Linked DNA regions of Mus musculus: region 1 is linked to region 2. The links are chromatin contacts, called in public promoter capture Hi-C maps. All regions are on one chromosome and are shown on one strand. Each heading gives the region's core, a stretch centred on a gene start, on an enhancer-like site or on the middle of the called end of the contact. The rest is flanking DNA. Distances are from core to core; before and after follow the strand shown. Region 1 has its middle 37 kb from the start of Gm40375. Region 2 overlaps Lamb1 (laminin B1).

Region 1 (5,408 bases), core at 1,200-3,699, 1.2 Mb after region 2:
TCTCACTTTACTTTTATAAAGTGTGTCATTTTAATGTTGAGATCTTTGACCCATTTATGGTTGAATCTTGTGTGGGATGATTGATAAGCCTAGGTCTATTTGCATTGTTACTCTCAGAAGTGCAGTTGAACAGCCCCATTTGTTGAAAGTGCTGTGCACCCAGTGTGAGTTTCTGGCTTCTTTATCAAAAATCAGGTGTATGGGGGTTTGTCATTTATATCTGAGCCTCTAATTTTTTTCTGTTGATCAACATGTCTATTTTCTATGCTAATACCATAGTGTTTTTAGTACTATAAATTAAAACCAAGAATAGGGATACCTCCTGCTGTTCTTTTACTATTCAGGATTGTTTTAGTTATCCTGGGTCTTTTTGTATCTGTGAAAAATTGTGTGGAGATTGCATTGACTCTGTAGATTGCTTTTATTAGGAGGCCATTTTTATTATGTTAATCCTACCAATCCATGACTATGGGAAATCTTTCCAACTTCTGATATCTTCTTCACTTTCTTTCTTCAATGTCTTGAAGTTTTTGTTTGTTTGTTTGGTTGGTTGGTTGGTTTTTTCATATAAGGTCTTCACTTGCTTGGTTAGAGTTACCCCCACAATATTTCTTAGTATTTGAGGCTATTGTGAAAAGTATAATTTCCTTAATTTCTTTATCAATACATTTGTCATTTGTATATAGAAGGGGTACTAATTTTTGTAAGTTAATTTTGTACCCAGCTTCTTTGCTTAAAGTGTTTATCAGCTGGAAGAATTTTCTGGAAGAATGTTTAGGACCACTTATACATAGTATTATATCATTTGTAAATATATATATTTCTACTACTCCCCTTCCAATTTGTATCCCCTTGATCTCCTCCAGCTGCTCTAGATAAGACTTCAAGTACTCTACTGAATAGGTATATAGAGAGATGGACAGCCTTGTCTGGCTCCTGACTTTAGTGGGATTTCTTTGACTTTCTCTCCGTTTAAGTTGATATTTACTACGGGCTTACTGTAAACTGAGTATCAAATGATATACACGCTAGAGATGGAAATAGCATTCAAATGGATGTTACTTTCATAATAGGTTTTAAAATGGTCACTATTATTATCAGCTCATACTTGGGAGTCCAAGTAGATCAGTTATAGGACACAAAAGGCATTCCTCAGCCCCAAAGAGACCCTTTCACTTATATTCCCCACTCTGTCTCTGTCTCTGTCTCTGTCTCTGTCTCTGTCTCTGTCTCTCTCTCTCTCTCTCTCTCTCTCTCTCTCTCTCTGTGTGTGTGTGTGTGTGTGTGTGTGTGACTGTGTGTCTTTTGGTGAAGAATCGCAATCTGACAGTAATAGAGGAAGCAACTCTCCCCCAGGATGAACAACAGATTTCTTTATTAGAAAAAAATAAGAGACAAGTGAAAATGAGACTTCTCTATTTCCACAGATAAAGATTTTGGCTCTGGCATTTTTACAGCATTGAAAGTGTCACACTACCCACTTGTGGGCTCCAGAATATAAAAGCTGACCTGTTGGGACCCTGCCCTCCTTGTCAGAGCTGCTTGTCTTTATTCAAACCTTCAGGGTAGATGTTTCCCAAACCCCAAATTTGAAACCACTGGCAGTCATTTCTTCAATTTCTGTTTACTAACTAGACCTCTGAAGCCTTTTATGTTCAAATCTTTATCCCAAGATGGAAGACACAGTTTCTGGCCTACTGGCAGCCCACAAAGAGACTGTCTTTCACCTTCATTTTACAGTCACTTCCTCCCAATGGAAATGTTCCTTCCCTCCTGAAAGAAGGATAATCATGAAAGTCAGGAGGAAAGAAACTTCACAAGTCTAGGAAAGTTGAAATATGATCTATATTCCTCTCCTGCCAACTTAAAGACATCATAAATATTTGTGGGGGAGGGGTGGGGACAGGGGACACTCTGATCAGCTGAACTGGTAAGCAGAGATTCTTGGCCTAGTTGAGTTGCTGGTAAATAATGTACATTGCTCCAGGGCTGAAGGGTTGGTGAGTCATCACTCTGTTAGGGTGGGCTTTTGGGTGATGCAATTACTTTTGAGTCATCCCTGTTCCTTTAAGTAACCCTTCACCCACACTCCTATCAGCAACCTCAATAAAACACACACACACACACACACACACACACACACACACACACACTCCTCACTGGTTCACCAAGTTGTATTTTGATAGAGTACTTACTTTGGTCTATTGTAGGTTCCCTAAACCAGGTGAGTAGGTGTGTGTGTGTGTGTGTGTGTGTGTGTGTGTGTGTGTGTGTGTATAAGTGTGGTGACTCCCCAGTAAAAGTCCCACACAATCACCCTTACCCCCAGATTAAAATGTAGTCTTGGGCTCATGGCTGGCCTTGAGCACTTTTCTGTCCTATTGGCTCTGTTATGGTGACTATTAGCTGACTCAAGAGTTCAACACTATTCATTGGTTTCAGGAAACTTCTGAACAAAAGGTTTGGAATATCTGCCAAGTTGTCATAGAATCCTGATGACACAGCAGAAGCAGTGAGTCAGCCCTGAAGAAGATGCTCCTTCCCTGGCTCAGGCCTCTTTTCCAGCAGTACAGGGTCAGCTTGGGACATGCTACCCGACTTCCTTGCCTGTCTTGTTAGGAGTTGAGCAACAAATCCCCAGTGCCTTTGAGCAGGAAGTCTCAAACTAAGTTGTCAATCTGTAGCTAAATGATTGGGATCACATCTTGGTGAATGTAGAACCCAAAACAAACACAGCCAAGAAATAAAAGAGCTGAGATTTATTATCTATTGGAGGTAAGAAGAGCAAAGGAGGTATTTATAAGACAATGACCACCTTGAACAAAGGAAGCCTGAGAGAAGCCTATACATAGTAGATAAAAAAGCAAGTAAATAAAAAAGCACTGTCCTACAAAGTGAGTTCCAGGACAGACAGGGCTATATAGAGAAACACTGTCTCGAAAAAAAAAAAAAGAAAAAAAAAGAAAAAAAAAGCACTTCTGAGGTGGGCACATTCCTGAACATGCTCAGTTAAGAATACATTCCCGAGCATGCTCAGTTAAGAATTGCATCCATGGAAGGAGTTACAGAGACCAAGTGTGAAGCAGAGACTGAAGGAATAACCATCCAGAGACTGCCCCACCTGGGGATCCATCCCATAAACAATCACCAAAACCAGACACTATTGGGGATGCCAACAAGAGTTTCCTGATATAGCTGTCTTCTGAGAGGCTTTGCCAGAGCCTGACAAATACAGAAATGGATGCTCACAGCCATCCATTGGACTGAGCACAGGGTCCCCAATGAAGGAGCTAGAGAAAGTACCCAAGGAGCTGAAGGAGTTTGCAGCCCCATAGGAGGAACAACAATATGAATTAACCAGTATCTCCAGAGCTCCCTGGGACTAAACCACCAACCAATGAAAACACATGGTGGGACTCACGACTCTAGCTGCATATGTAGCAGAGAATGGCCTAGTTGGTCATCAATGGGAGGAGAGGCTCTTGGTCCTGTGAAGGTTCTATGCCCCAGTATAGGGGACTGCCAGGGCCAGGAAGCAGGAGTGGGTGGACTGGTGATCAGGGGGAGGGGGGGAAGGCATAGGGAGCTTTTCGGGAGGGGGGGAAACCAGGAAAGGGGATAACATTTGAAATGTAAATAAAGATAATATCCAATAAAAAATAAAAATAAAGAATTGCATCCTTAAGCATGCTTAGTTTAAGTTCATAGTTCTAAAAGGAAAGGTGGTGGACACAGTTTTGAAGATATAGTTGAAGATTATGTAGAGGTTAAAACAGTAGGCAAGAATATATCTGGACCTCCCTTTGGGCTTATCTCATATCATAAAATTGGTGTATAGGGAACACTTCTGGATATCTTCAGTGTTTTCCAAATATTTTAGCTGAGATCAAGTAGAGGAGATTTGTCCCCAGAGATGCCCACCCTCCTTAGTGGTTAAAGCTTCTTGAAGCTGTCACCATCATTAGGAGTCACATGATTCTGCTACATCATTTAGTCAACTTCTCTTCCCATTCCCCAAACCTGACAACTAATGTGTCTTAGAACTTTTTGTTGTTTTGGAGAAGGGATAGAGAACTGCTATGTAGCTAGAGAACCTGGGACTGGGACTGGGCCTGGCGTAGTAGACCAGGCTTTCCTTGAACTTGTAGTCTCCTTTCTCTGTCTCCCAAGGGCCAGGAGTACAGCTGTGTGCCCACGTGTACGGTGGTTTACATCTTTTAAAAGAACCATCTGTGGGATTAGGGGGCTATAAATTGTTAGCAAAGATTTACAATAGCAATAATGTTAGCAAAGAGTTGGTCAAAAGAAATAATCTGTTTACAGCTGTCTGTTTGCTTTCAAACTAGAATGGCAGAGCTTCGTGGCAGAGGCACAGGCTGTGTGGTACTTTCATCACTCTGTACTGTGGCTTGGCATCATTCAAGATGCTGCTAGAATTCACCAGTATGTCAAATGATATATGGTTATAGCCCTCCTGCCTCCCTATTCTTCTTCGCCCTTTCTCTCCCTTCCATTCTTCACTCCCAACTCTCTGATGTTCTCCCTACTCCTCCTTTTATTTATTTTATGTTATGTTATTTTATTGGTTACTTATTAATGAAGTCAGTAAGTCCTATTAAGGCACCAAGGAAAGACAATAAAAAAGGAGAAATGTACGTTTAATATCACATTTTCAGGTACAAGAGAGTATAAACAGTTTCATGATTGTTACTGGTAGTAACACTGTGTAAACACCCATAGTATGTTATCAACGTAACTAGACTAAATAACTATGCCAAAATTTCCTGCTCATGGGAAAGCAGTGATTAGGAAATTTTAAAACAGATTTCTCTTTATGGTCAAATTTCTTCACAAAAATAAAGTCTGCAACCAAAAAAATTTGAGAGTAGCTCCTTCACTAGCCAGGCAAGGAAAGCTGTGTAACAATAGTAAGTTGACTCAGCTGCATTGTCTGCAGCAGCTACAGAGCTGTCAGAAGAAAACAAGCTTAACGAGGCTTCTCCTGAGGAGGACAGTTGCTGTGCATCGAGGACACTAAGCAAGGCATTAATAATAGTAATTAAGAGAAAAGACAAGTGACTTAGAGTGACTGTCATCTCTTGACTAGCTCATAGCCTCTACTGAAATTGTCCAGTTTGTATCTATTTGGGGACTTGGAGCTAGTTTGGAAGTTATTAGAGAGTAGACATTTATAAATAGCCTGTGTGGAGCCACTTAAAGGTGAGAATATTTTCAAAGAAATTGAAAAAAAAAACTACAATGAATTTAGTACAACTCAAGGAGGAATATGCTATGTCAGACTCAGTGGCAATAGACATACCCGAGTTAGTGAAAACCTGTGGTGGGTGAATTCATAAATCTGGAAATAAGTTAAGATGTTTAGAGCCCGTGCTTTTTTTATGGTGTTA
Region 2 (5,709 bases), core at 1,703-4,202:
GGCCTAAATGAGAACTTAAATGTTAATTGTTGTCCTAAGTTGGGATAATTGTGTCCCTTTCAAAACAGGGACATGATAACTGCCCTTCACATGTGCTAGCTTAAGTAGATTCTTCATCCTAATTTATCTATAAACTTTTAATTAGAGACCCCTTTCTTTCTCCCATTGAGAAAGGCAGCACTTGACTCCCTTCCAAACCACGATAAAACATTTGCAGAGTGCATCTCCGATCCTTCATGGTTAGAGTCTACGGCTGAATTTGGTAACTGAAAACAAAGTAATGTTTCAAGTCTTAGGTTCCAAGATTTTGCCAAAACTGGGGGAAGAGTTTTACAGTTTCTAAAGAAAAATGCATGCCTTTTTGAATGCAGTTTTTTTTTCCCCCTCTCCATTTTTCTTTTCAAGATGTAGAATGACTCTAGGACTAGGGAATGTCTCTATACAAAGTGCCTTTGTTGCTGAAGCAGCTGCCTGAAAATGACAGGCTTCACATGGCTCAAAGTACACGTTGGCACACACAAAACTCATGATTTAATTATTGCTCCCCAGATGAAGATCACCTTTGGGTAGTTTTCAGTTGGAGTTGGGGACTTGCTGGCATCCTCTCAGATTAGGAAAAGGGGCGGAGGATCAGTTTACCTTGCTGGCAAGGAACCATGGAAATCTCGCTTCTGTCTGGTACCCAAGTATGAGAAGCAGAGGAGGAGCAAGGGCAGGCGTGGGAGTCAGAATGCAACTAGGAGGGGCATCAAGCTCTGTGGTTCCCAGGCCTCTGTACCTCACCCCTTTGCTGTCCCCCAGTGGTCCACTGTGACTGATGGGGCAGGCAGGGTGATGGAGACACCAAATGCAGCAGACAGTGGTTGGATAAGGGCTATTACTAGCTTATCAGGGACTCCTTGCTGCCTGCGGTCTCCATTCATGGGCCACACTACACCTTAGTGGTTAAATTTAAACTCTGTCCCACATGAAGATGTCATTTTTATGTTTTGTGACCTTTAAAATATTTACAGTCCTCTTTATTGATGTTCGTGGCACCATCTTACTTTGGAGAGAGCATCTGCTACACAGACATGGATGGCTCTGAGTTCATTTATGCTCAAAATCCTTAGAGTGCATATTCTGTGGAATAGTGGGCCAGAGATGAGATTCTGTTCTACACCTAGGTGCTGAAGGTTAGTCTGAGAAGGTGCTGAGGTGTGGACTGTAGGTACAGGATGTGGACCTCAGCATGAAGGACAAGGTTCATCCTTCCAGGTTCCAGCTTCTGTGAGACAGCAGGACCCACGCCAGAGCCGCGTTTGCCATGCTCTGGGCCGGCTAGTCTGTTAGCTTGTATTGTGAGAAGACTTTTCCTTGGGAAACAAAACACGTTCATCTACTCATACCCCAGATAGGAAACCCCTGACAGACCAAAGTACCCGTGCTGATGCTACCAGAATCCAGCGCATTGGTGAACCAGTGAGTTTTATTGGAGTTACAGGAATTGATGGGAAAGTAACAGTTACTTATAGAAATGTGGGTGAGGGGTTACTTACAGGAGCAGAAATGACTCAGATAGTTGCAACTCCAAGGCCCACTTCAGCATTGATGACAGCTCACAAAAGCTGGGAAACCTGGAACCCTCTGCACAGCCTGCAGGCCACTGAACAGGTTAGAGAGCGTCCTTTCTGTGTGCCTCGGTTGATCTAAACCTCTTTCAGGCAGCTCAGCTAATTACTGCTTGTCTCATAGTTGGTTCTGTCTGAGAGTTTTCTTTGCTGCTTGGCTTGCTCCTCTCAGCTTATATTTGGGACCTAGAGAATCTGGTCAGTTTCAGGGACTTCCTGGAGCTGTTTTGAGTTGTTTCCCTTCCTGCTCAAGGAGCTTCCTTCAGGATGGAATCTTTAGTTTAAATCTTGGGAGGAAAGTATTACATAACAGCCTGGCATAAGGAAGAAACTTCAGGAGCGGAGACCAATCGTACCCTTTACCTGGGCCAGGAGGGGTGAGAAAGATTTCAGAGGGAAGATATAAAGGAAAACTGCCATTGGTCTGAGAACAGTGACCTTTGCTGTGCTCTTTGGGCAAGGCTTGTTCAATAAGTACTGCATCCACTTGTTTCAAGGTCAGGGAGGTGAAGAAAGTAAGTATGGAGAAGCAGGTCCCAGTCAGCAGGACCTCAACTCTTTGCTGAGGAGTGGGAACTTCATAGGCAGTAGGGAGCCACAGACTTGGAGGTCACAAAAATAATTTTGCAAGGAAACCCGCCATGATGGCACCAAGCCCGAACTTCAGAAGTTGGGTCTCGGTGGGTTCAAGACCAGCCTGATCTATATAGCAAGTTCCAGGCTAGACTGAGATACATAACCACAACGGGTTTTGTTTTTGTTTATTTTATTTTATTTTATTTTATTTTATTTTATTTTTGAGCTGTAGATTACAGGGCATTTTAAATTTCCAAATGTCAGGAGCTCACCGGTCCTTGGAACACTTGACTGTGTATCCACATGCTTCTATACCCCACAACGCTTTGCCCTGGCTGCTCTGAGAACCGCTGCAGAGAAGAGGAGGCCCCTACTTCCTGCGAATGGTTGCTTGGGTGCTTTAGAATCTGAGGCTGACCTTGAAGTGGAGAAGGCGCGGAGGCAGGTCAGGGGAAGGAAAGGGTTGTGTCCAGGATAGCCGGGAAGTTGAAGTCCTTAGGAAGATGTGGGTCTCCCTAGCAGTACTGTAAAGGAAAGCGGGGACAAAGATGAAGAGCTCATGTTTATCCTCAACCACTCTGGCTGTGGAGGTGGCTGCTTACGAGGTGGATTAGCTTGTTTATATGCATGTGCCAGTATGTTGTTGTTATAGACAGATGTTTCCAGTCTCTCCTGGTTATTATGCGTTCAGCGGTCCCTGTGCAGCCCTAGAAGGGGCCCGAGAAGGTTGGTGACTAAGTACGGCGGTGGGAGTGGGGAGAGGCTTCCGTCCTTTAGGTGAAGTGTGTGGTTCCGGTTTCCAGCAGCTTCTTAACTCCACAGGAAATTGGATGACTGGGCAGGGTCCCTTGGGATTTAGAAGTTTCCAGAAAGTGAGAGACAAGGCAGCACAGCCAGGACAAGCAAGCTTCTGTGTGTTTCTTCTCTGCTGTCTAAGGATGCGGAGATATCTGACTAGGTGTGCCCCGCCCAAGCCTCTTAGGCCTTCCCAACTGGGAGCGTGGCCTCATGGGATTGGCCATGCCTGCACACCTGCCAGTCCAGGTTCCGATGGTCAGAGCAGCTTCTCCGTTCCCCTTCTAAAATCCTTAGTCTACAGTTCTCTGCAGTTTGATAGAAACATCGTTTTCTTCTGCCTTGCCTCCGTCAGGCAGGGTTATCAAGGATGCTAGCAAGTAGGTTAGCAGATTTTTGCTAGTTCCCAACATCAGGCTCTGTAAAAGCTCTGTCTGCCAAGTGATGATCTTACTTAATTCAGGAATTCATATTTACTTAAGCTCTGTTTTCTAGGCTGGCTGAACTTTCCTTTGACTTTTCTCCACGGCAATCTGGCTTCCTCTTCCTAAAGTGCGCACAGCATGTTCATGGCTGGGAAGCATCTGCCCGTGGCCCATTTCCATCTGCATTCTTTCTTACGTTTTACTCTTGACTGTGTCCTTCATGGCCTCCTGAAGTCCTCGGTGTGTTTTGAGGGGTTTGTCTTGTTCCTATTCCTCCCCAACCTTCTGCCTGTTCGCTTTTCTGCTTAGGCCACTGGCTGGGGAGGAGGAAGGTACGCATGCGTGAGCACACACTCGGAGCTGAAGCGAAAGGTGGTGACTGTTGCCGGCTCCTGTTCTCCCGTGTCCAGCCTGTTGGGCATTTTCCTAGAGTGCTGGCCTTTCTCTTGCCATTGGCTTTGTTGGAGGAAATTCAAGTATTAAGTGATCGCAGTGACTCCCAAATCCACACTGCAAAGCTGAATGCCATGCCCACATATGGCTGCCCTCAAACGAGGTTGAGAGGCTCGCTGCTCGTGCCATTTTCAGCCCAGCCACCCGTGCTTTGGGGCCTATCTGCTTCTCCTCTAAGATCTAATAGATCGAGTGTATGTAACTCAGTGCAGTGTGCTGTCACTAACAGGACAGTAGACTTCATCTCTCTCTGTCCATGTTATACCTTTAGAGTGTGAGACCTTCTTCATCTTTTCTTTGGTTCCTCTGCTTCTTGTCATCTTCCATGTTTAATGACAGTGCTGTCAGAGTTATTTTCTATGTATAAGCTTTCATTTTGTTAGGTCCCATAAATCTTTTAGTGTTCTCACTTATATGGCAAAAAGGCAAAGAAAGTCTGTTAGCATGTCAAACAGTAATGCCCCCCTGTGCTGCACTGGGCATTGAACCTGGGGCCACCCAGAGCTGAATCCCCAGCCCGAGATCCAGTTTGATGTCATCCCTCTGAAATAGTCTCTGGTTTTTGTTTTTCCTTTAAAACTACTTACTTTTGTGGTACAGTATGCATATCAGTATTCCCCATTCTTATGTGTACCACTCAGTGATGTTAGACATACTCAGGATAGCGCAAGACTATCACTGCTGTCAGTTTCCAGAACTTTGTCATCACCCTAGATAGGAACTTGAACTAGTCACTAAATAGTCACCCCTGCTGTCTCACCCCTCTTCCCCATGACCCCTTTCCATTCCCATCTAAAACCCTAGGTGTTTCATATACATGAAATCATAATATTTGAAAATGTATATGGCTTATTTCACTTAGCACAGTGCCTTCAAGGTCCTTGTATGTTACAGAGAGTATGGCATCCCTTCCTTTTGCAGCTAAATTAGTCTATTGTATTTATCACATTTAGTTCTTTCATTAATTTATCTACTTATTCACTTTATATCCCATTATACAACCCCTCCTTCCAGCCCTACCACAGTTCCTGCCCCCTTTCTTCCCTCACCTTCTCTGAGAAGGCAGAACCCCCACCCCCCACCCCCAATCACTCTCCCATCCCCACCCTTGGTACATCAAGTCTCTATAGGACTAGGTGCATCCTCTCCCACTGAGGTCAGACAAGGCAGCCCAGTTGGGGAATGGGTTCCACAGGCAGGCAACAACTTGAGGGAGAGCCCCTATTCCAGTTGTTGGGGGACCCACATGAAGACCAAGCTGCACATCTGTTACCTGTGGGGGTGGGGCAGGAAATCTAGGTCCAGCCCATGCTTGCTCTTTGGTGGATGGTTCAGTCTCTGGGATCCAGAGGGTCCAGGTTTGTCAACTCTGTTGGTCTTCCCGTAGAGTCCCTGTCCCCTTCAGGTCCCTCAATCCTTCCCCCAACTCTTCCACAAGACTCCCAAGCTCGTCATTTGACTGTGGGTCTCTGTGCTTATTCCATTGGCTGCTGGGTGGAGCCCAGAGGACAGTTACTCTAGGCTCACATTGTGTTCTTTACCAGCTAATAGGCACTTTGGCTGTTGCCATTCTTGGGCTAGTGTGAGTAATGCTGCTTGTTTTCTCACATTTCCTGTGATGGTACTGTGGTGCTTGACATATTATTGTACAATGACTATGATTTTTATGTGTGTGTGCTCCTTATTAAACTGTGTGTAGCATATGGATGTTATATAAGCCACAGGCTATATCATCTATGGAATGATTAAATGAAGAAGTGAGAAAGCAAGCATTCAAAATTAGTTCTCTCCTGGGCATGGTGGTTAATATACCCAAGTGTGTTTGCTACAAGGGCCTGTTTATAATCAGC

What was found. Capture Hi-C pulls out chosen DNA fragments and counts their contacts.
Region 1: a contact with region 2 is called in a promoter capture Hi-C map of adipose tissue. The contact joins two enhancer-like sites. A contact is called at or near these places in 1 of 484 Hi-C or Micro-C datasets (memory CD8 T cells) and 1 of 9 other capture datasets (adipose tissue).

Annotation. Positions count from the first base shown.
Region 1 is chr12:32,432,767-32,438,174 of GRCm38.p6, forward strand. No RefSeq gene overlaps it. Among named protein-coding and RNA genes, the nearest start is that of Gm40375, 37 kb to the left of the region's middle. Within about 2 kb of position 2,450, at least 57 of the 459 cell types and tissues checked have an H3K27ac peak or open chromatin away from gene starts, as enhancers often do. A contact at or near this core is called in adipose tissue, where this site is marked.
Region 2 is chr12:31,272,584-31,278,292 of GRCm38.p6, forward strand. The region is part of intron 4 of Lamb1 (laminin B1); the gene reads left to right. Among named protein-coding and RNA genes, the nearest start is that of Lamb1, 10 kb to the left of the region's middle. Within about 2 kb of position 2,953, at least 16 of the 459 cell types and tissues checked have an H3K27ac peak or open chromatin away from gene starts, as enhancers often do. A contact at or near this core is called in adipose tissue, where this site is marked.